Regions from separate parts of the Mus musculus genome. Here region 2 is linked to region 1. A link is a contact called in public promoter capture Hi-C data. All regions are on one chromosome and are shown on one strand. The core of a region is the stretch at or near the end of the contact, and the rest is flanking DNA. Distances in the headings are between cores, read along the strand shown. Region 1 holds the start of Evi5 (ecotropic viral integration site 5). Region 2 holds the start of Mfsd7a (major facilitator superfamily domain containing 7A).

Region 1 (3,828 bases), core at 245-2,744:
AAAACCAAACAAAAAAAAAGAAAAGTAAAATAACAAAAACCTAAGCATAATTCGTAAAAGAGGCATTTCACAAAAGATTAATACAAAAATGACTAATATTTTTAAACTCATTCACCAGGCAAAATAAAGTCACACACTGATAAAGTACCACCATCCAAATCGCAGCATTTTTTGAAGATGGTAAGCATCGTAAGTATGGAATAACTAGAGTTCTCAACCGTCTTGAGAAGGCCCAACAGAACCTAATGCCAGAAATTTTTAAAAAATAATCAACCAGAAATAGTGGCAATATACTGCAAGGAGGTCGACGGCAGGAGTACGGGGACAGCCTGGGCTACATAGCAAAACTCTGACCCAGAAAGAAAACCAAACAAAAAAAAAACAGCAATTCCACTCCTCCGAGGTATATATCCCAACCTAGTAATTTGTTGGTTTGTGTTGGTTCACTTAAAAATCATTACCTGAAAACTTAAAATTGTGATCTTTCTACTCCAGATAGGCTTGAATAAATTTTCTAAGATTTCCTTGACACAAACTTCTCATAGAAGGTGAGCATTTTCTATCTTACAGGAAGCAAAGTTCTGGAACACTGAGAAATTATTACTAATAAAATTTAAAACACACACACCAAAAAAAAAAAAAAAAAAAAAAACACCGCGCAAAGATTAAAAACTACCAACAGACCATGTTTCTCTAACTTCAGGAAGCTCTGGAATTCATTCTCTCGGCGGAGAAAGGTTTATTATTCTCCAAAGAAAACCGCTTGTTGCTCTTCAAAATCCCCTCCAGCAGAAACGGGACTGCGAGGGAACCGGTCCAGAACTTTTGCTTCGCTCTTTGGTGAAAAGACCTAAGGTCGGAGTCACCAGCGCAGGCGCCACCACCGCAAGCCAACCCACCGGAAACCCGCGGTTAATCTCAGGCTAGCCCCGTTAGGCGATGGGCAACCGGGTGCACAGGAGCTCCGTGCGCCGTCGCTCTGCACACCTGGCTCGCCCATCACCTGCCGGCAGCCGCCGCAGGCCGAATGGAGACGCCAACTTTCCGAGCAGGGCGCGGCGGACCGCCGTGTCCTCGAGGACGGGCCCCGAGGCCGCCCGGGCCAGGCGAGAGCGGGGAACGCAGGCCCCGGCGGGCTCGCGCCGCAAACTCGGCGGCGGCCCGGGTGGGCGGCGCGGCCCTCGGCGGCGCCCGCGCCCTCCCTCGCCGCAGCCCGGCCTGGCGCGGCGCCCCTCACCTTGGAAACCTGGGGTGGACTCCGCCGTCAACATGAACTTCCCATGCAGCCGGCGGCCGTGCCGCCGCCGCCTCCAAGCGCCTCGGCCCGGCTCGGCCTCCGCGGCCGCGTTCCCCGCGTGACCCGGCGCACGCCTCCTGCTCAGGAACCCGGAGCTGCCCGCGACCCTCCACCGTACCGCCGACGACTCGGGAGAACCCCGCGCAGCCCCACGCCCGCCAGCTCCGCCCGGCTCTGGTCGGGCCGCTTCACGAAAGCCCAGGGCGCAGGCGCGGCGAGGGCCTTAAAGAGCCCCGGCCGGCCTCTACGGCATAATGGGTTCGAGCAGGTTAGGGCCCCGGCCGCGCTGGCGAAGCCGAAGCAGAAGCCGAAGGGATTGGACCGAGAGGAACGGAGGCGGGGAGATCCCTCTCGGTCCTCCGCCCCTCTTCCCAAGCGCCCAGCCCTCGGCCATGCAAACTGCTGACTTCCCAGTCTCTCGAGCCGCCCCTGGCCAGTCAGGGAAGCACAAGACACGCCCCCTCGGAGCCCCCCGGGCGAGCATCCGCGCAGGCCTGGGGCGCGCACAGCGACGCGCAGCTTTGCGAGGGCTGCCCGGAGTCTCACTCCCAAAAACATAATATTAATCAAATGGCACTCGCGGTGGTAAAACAGGTCTTCCACTAATCCTCTAGAATAAACCGTGGGTTTTTTCGGAGTCCGGCAGAGGGTGGGCAATTATCCAACACCAACCAAGAAATTCTTAGAAGGAAATTACTTAGTTTGGGACAAAAACAGCCTATTCATTTGGGTCCTGTCAAAGGAATTGCAGGCAACAAAAAAAAAAAATAATAAAGGCAATATAAATCATTTTTGTTATATACTTGAAAGTGACCAAAAGGATAGTAATTACCATCAAGCAGTCAGAAAAGCTCTAAAATTGTTTACTAATATGATACCACTGGCTTTTACATTTAGATTTGTAAGACCTGTCCAGAAAAAGTTCCACTATCACAAGCACTTCTAGAAAAGACTATTTTTCAACAAGATTAGGATAAGAAATGGGAAGTAAAACCATGTCCTCCACCCAGCTTTGAAATTTTCAAAATAGTCTGAGGCAATTTTTTTTTTTTTTGCATAACTTAGGTCGGGTTATTAATGGCAATGTAACAACTTCATTGTACCAGGCAGTCTTGGCGCATGCCTTTGATCCCTGCACTTGAGTGACAGAAGCAAGCAGATCTCAGAGTTCAGGGCCAACCTGGTCTACAGAGTTTCAGGAGAGCCAAGGCAACACCACCCTGACTCAAAAAACAAACAAAAAACTTCATCATAATTTAATGTATCTACCCCATAGCAAAAGAAAAAAAAGTATAATGTACCTTTCCAATTTATCTGCAAATTCTTTGCTTTTATCTGCTAAAGTTTCCTTGAATCTCTCTCATCTCCTTCATCAGCAACCACCTTAGTTAAAATTACCCTGACCTGCAGATAGTGTAAGGACACTGACCTAGCCTATTTTATCCACATCCCCTCCTACCCTTCTCCAAATCTCAAACCACAAGAAGAATTTTTGTTCAAATACTGTACCATGTGACCTTGTTGCTGTTCAGTATCCCATTCTTTTGGGGAAAAAAAAATTACCCTAACCAAGCCCTCCAGGGCCAGGCACCTTGCCTACCTCTCCAGCTCCCCTCTCTGCTCAGACCATGTTCATCCTCTCCTTTCTCCAGCCACAATGACCCTTTCCTCCCTCACAAGAGTTTTTGCAAACTTCTAATACCTGGGAAGTTTTCCTGGCCTCACCTTCTTACCTGGGCCTTAGTCTCTGGGTCTGAGAAATGCCTCTTGAAAACCCGCCTATGTTAGTCCTGTCAATCCCTTTCCAGGACACTGTAATTATAGGACTCTTGGGAATTTTTTAATCTCTCACTAACATCTGGCCCCATAAGGCCGGGAGCTTTGTCGTTTGAGGTTTGAGGAATTCGAGAATCATAGGTGCCTGATTCAAACGATGACGAATGGCACAAAGGTTACTGACATCACAGGTAAATGTCACACTTTGACATTTAGAGTCAGAACCTAAGAAGAGCGCTGGTTATTATTATAATAAAAATAGATTTCAAATTACTTTAGTGTCTGAAGATTCTTTGGGAAATGTCTAATTGCAGAGTGCTCAAACCTCCCCGTTAAGAAGGATAGAGAGAAAGATAGCCACAGATGCTCATTAAGCTATGAACAGTGAAAGAAGGACAGAAAGAAAGCCACGGGTGCTCAAGGAACGAAGAACACTGGAAGAAGGACTGAGAGAAAGATAGCCACGGACGCTCACGGAACGATGAACACTGGTTGTTCCAAACGTGCAAGGTAGGGAAACTAAGAGTGAAGCATTTCCAGAGATGGGAAAGATGATCTTTTTATGTATATTCAAAGGCTTAAAGTAGTATTCTTTTCACTTGAAAGTGTGTGAATGAACTATCAATTTGGAAATAAATGATACCAGGGTATACAGTATATGATTCTATATATGTGGAATTCCAAAGGAGGCAAAACTGAATGTGGTGGAAACAGTCTTGGCAGGGCTGAGAAACAGTTTGTGGTGCTCAGCATGT
Region 2 (3,711 bases), core at 884-3,383, 580 kb after region 1:
AGCCCGGCGAGCAGAAGAGTGCAGAGTGGAGGAAGGTTTTTTTTTTTTCTGGAAGAAGTATGGGGAGCTGGGTGGAGAGAAGGAGTCATCAAGCTTAGAGCAGCAGAGAGAATAGATATATGGCCCAACAAGGGTGTGCCCCAGACCAAAGTTCCTGATGAACCCTACTGAACATGACAGAGGGTCACACCCTCCAGAGCTGAACAGAGTGCCAGGCTTCCCCACCACAAAGCTTCGGGAAACACCAGGTTGTGCAACAGCAGCATTTCTTTCAACACAAGAAACAGATCTTAGAGAGCAGCTGATACAGGCCTAGCTGCCTCCTGCCTGGCTTCGTAGAGCAGACAGGGGACCAGGGATGCTTACAAAACATGCTGTGGTAGACAAGAAAAACAGAGCCCATATCTCAAGTCTCACGGGGTTGTCCTTGCTCCTCCCAGAGCTGTGGCCCCACATAAAAGTGGGCAGAGAGATCTCTAGCATGTGTAAGACAACAGATGGGTGGAGAAAAAAATCCATCCATCTAACTGTACAAGAGTAAGAATGAGAATACTTCAACGAGCTCTCAGTCTCACCCTGACTCAGTCCCTGATCTCCTTCCCATCCAAAACACTGGTCCATCTCCCGGTCTTTCGGAAGCCCTGTTGTGCCTGCCTGCTCAGGCTGCTCTCTCAGAACCCTGGCACCCAGTCACTAGCTACAGACAAATGATCAGGGGCTCCAGGAAGCATGACTAAACTTGAAGCCCACTGGTCATAATGGGGACCCAGCCGGGACCATGTCATTTCACAGTATCAGGGTAATATTCCATCTCCATTAGGACAGCAGGACATCACCCAAGTGTCCCAGGAACCTGCCTTATCTACAAAAGGAAAAACTCAAGTAGATTTCTACGTGTGTCCTCAGACAGCTACCCCAAACCAGTTATGTTTCCCAGTGTTAGAAAGGGGAACTGTGAGCCAACCCACAGCAACAAGTCTCAGCAAAGCTAGCTACCAGGAGAGAAGTTTCTGATATTGCCACAGTTAGAATACTCCAGGCTCATGACATGTATTCACACCTTTACTCAAAGCTCTTTCTTCACAACCAGCACAGCCGGGGGGAAAAAGGAAAGGCCATGCGATTCAACCTGCTGCTGGTTCGCACGGAATGCCAGTTGGCAACTGAACCCCTAGTGTGCTGGACACCTGATCGTGTCACCATCCTGGCTGGGTCTCCACTGTGACCAGTGGGCTTCATGGTCCCACATGCTCGGCACAGTCTGTGCTATATTTGTTATAATTCTTAGCTGTATGGCCCAAATGCTACCTATCCAGCTGAGTGGCCGCATGTGACCCAAAGTTCCTTTACAGGTACCGGATCCAGCACCAGAAACAGGATTGAACAGCTGATGGTAGCAGCTCCACGCTCTCTCTCCCTCCGCTCAAACTCAAGTGCTGTGTACCTGTGCCTTGGGAGGACCACTTGCAGTCCAAGTGCGCCTGATGGGATGAAGAGGGAAGGACGAAGGGTCCAGCATTTGGGGGCTAGGGATAGTTCGAGAAAACAACATGTTGCAGGGCTGAGACCCTTGAGCCTAAGACACCTGTTTCCCTGGCTGCTCCACATCGGGCAGGACAGGCATTTGCCCCTTCTTCTACAACTTGATGAGCCAGAAGAAAGGTCGTTTTTCTGTGACCGCACGAAAACAGTCTTGCTGGCGCTGAGGCTGCTACAAAGACCCCGCCCCGCCCGACCCAGCACCCTTGTACCATCGCATTGGAGCAGCTCAGGAGGCTGACCACCAGCAGAAAGACCCAGCGACGCGCATACACTCGGGGACTAGGCAACGCGTCTCCGGCGGTCCCAGATGTTTCCGGGCTGTTGCAGTCTTCCAGCCTATCCATAGTCCCGGCCATGCCAGTGTCCGCAGGCCGCCCACTTTCATACACTGCAACGCGCTGAGGCTGTAGGCAGGCTGTCCCAGGAGCAGGGCGGGGCGGAATGATCTGGTTAGTCTCCGCCCCAAAGGACAAGTTTGGTGAAAGAAGCCAGAATTACTCGGCAAGGTGGAAACTGGAGGGGAAAAATTCCCTTTTAGAGGTAACTTGGATACAAGTGTGTGTGTGGCCTGTACTAGGAACACGTTCGCAGTGGTAGGTGCGGGAAGTGGGTCTCTACTTCAGCAAAGTCTGCATTTCCTTAAAGGTCCTCCAAATTGTTGAAGTTGAGGCCAATCTGGAGGAGGAGAGCCGGAACAGTTCCAAAAGCCTCCAATCTAGGCCTGTCACTAGACTCCTCCTAGAGGAGAAAGAGGCGGGGTGGAGGACGAGGAAAGGCTGAACCTAACTACACCATCCCTGCCCGCGAGTAGATAGATAGCTTCCAGACTCTTTAATTTGCCCTTGTCGCCTGACTCTGGCCTAAAGCAGTTGACAAGAGTCATCTGACACTTGCCACTGTGTCTGGCCTGGCTGGTTCAAGAGAAGGCCAGTGTACCAAAAGCCCTATTCAGACTAGTGTGAATGAGTGACCAGCTGGTGGGGCAGAGAACAGGCTGTGCTGTGGAGGAATAGGGGGACTGGCCATACAGAGGCAGGAGGTGGCTTTCTCTCAGTGAAGAGGTTTTCTCTCCTTCAAACACATCCCGATGGTCTTGCCCTCAGGATTAACATTCCTTTTTGTTCATTTCTTGGGCTTAGGGATTTGAGTTTTGAGCAGGAGTTTCACTGTTGTAGCCTAGGCTGGCCTCAACCTACCAGCATTCCTGCTGTTTATCTTCAATATTGGATGGTACCACCTGTCAATCATACGGGTCTGAACAAGCTTATTGTGCGGTTCCAGCCTTTTGTGTGTTCTTAGTGGGGCTGTGTGCATGTCAGATGTATTTCCCCATTTGTAGGTAAAGTCCTGTCCAGTAAGGAGAAAAATGAGAAAAACCTGGTGGTGCCCTGCAAGGGCCAGTCCCCCTGAGACCCATGATAAGGCCTGTGGTCTTTGCCCTCTTTGATGCCCTTTCCTTTCATATCTATCTAACCCCTGCTTACCCTCAGGCCATAGTTCACACTCACTCTGAAGACCTAAGCCCCTATGCCCTCCTCCTATGGCCTGGAGCTGCCTTGGGGTGGGGACTTTGATGTCTTGACATTCTACCTGAGAGATTGAGAGGGCAGTTCAGACTTCTCTGTTCAGGGCCCTAGCTTTAGGTGGGAAGCTGCCTGTCACCAGCTTCCTGTTTAAGTAGTATCTAAGCCTATCACCAAATGGGACCATCACCACAGTTACCCCCTGTATTGTCACATCTCTAAATCTTTTGATCCGCCTCCATCCACTCTCTTAGGGCACTTGTGCTACGTAGGTGAGTTCAACAAAGTTATCAAGTGAAAGATCAGTACACAATCGACAGCTGCCTTCCTAAAACACTCTACCAATGTGGAAGATGTGGAAATTAAAACAAAAATTAAACAGTCATAATCTAAGTGTGGTTAAAAATAATACTCAGCAGCCAGGCTATGGTGGTGCACGCCTTTAATCCCAGCACTTGGGAGGCAGAGGTAGGTGGATCTCTGTGAGTTTGAGGACAACCTGGGCTACAGAGTGAGTTCCAGGACAGCCGGGGCTACACAGAGAAACTCTGTCTCAAAAAAAACAAAAACAAAAACAAACAAAATATATAAAATACTTAGCTATAAACAGGAATAGCACCTATATGCTAAAAATTGTACAATGCTT

Evidence for each region. Capture Hi-C pulls out chosen DNA fragments and counts their contacts.
Region 2: a promoter capture Hi-C map of adipose tissue shows a contact between it and region 1. The contact joins the promoter of Mfsd7a here to the promoter of Evi5 in region 1. A contact is called at or near these places in 1 of 39 promoter capture datasets (neural stem cells), 1 of 115 datasets of contacts at active chromatin or transcription factors (bone marrow-derived dendritic cells) and 2 of 9 other capture datasets (adipose tissue and liver).

What each region holds. Positions count from the first base shown.
Region 1 is chr5:107,867,554-107,871,381 of GRCm38.p6, forward strand. It overlaps Evi5 (ecotropic viral integration site 5), which reads right to left and starts at 1,495. Exons shown (of 20, transcript NM_001378824.1): 1 at 1,238-1,495.
Region 2 is chr5:108,446,967-108,450,677 of GRCm38.p6, forward strand. Mfsd7a (major facilitator superfamily domain containing 7A) reads right to left here and starts at 2,134. Exons shown (of 10, transcript NM_172883.3): 1 at 1,752-2,134. The coding sequence starts at 1,898.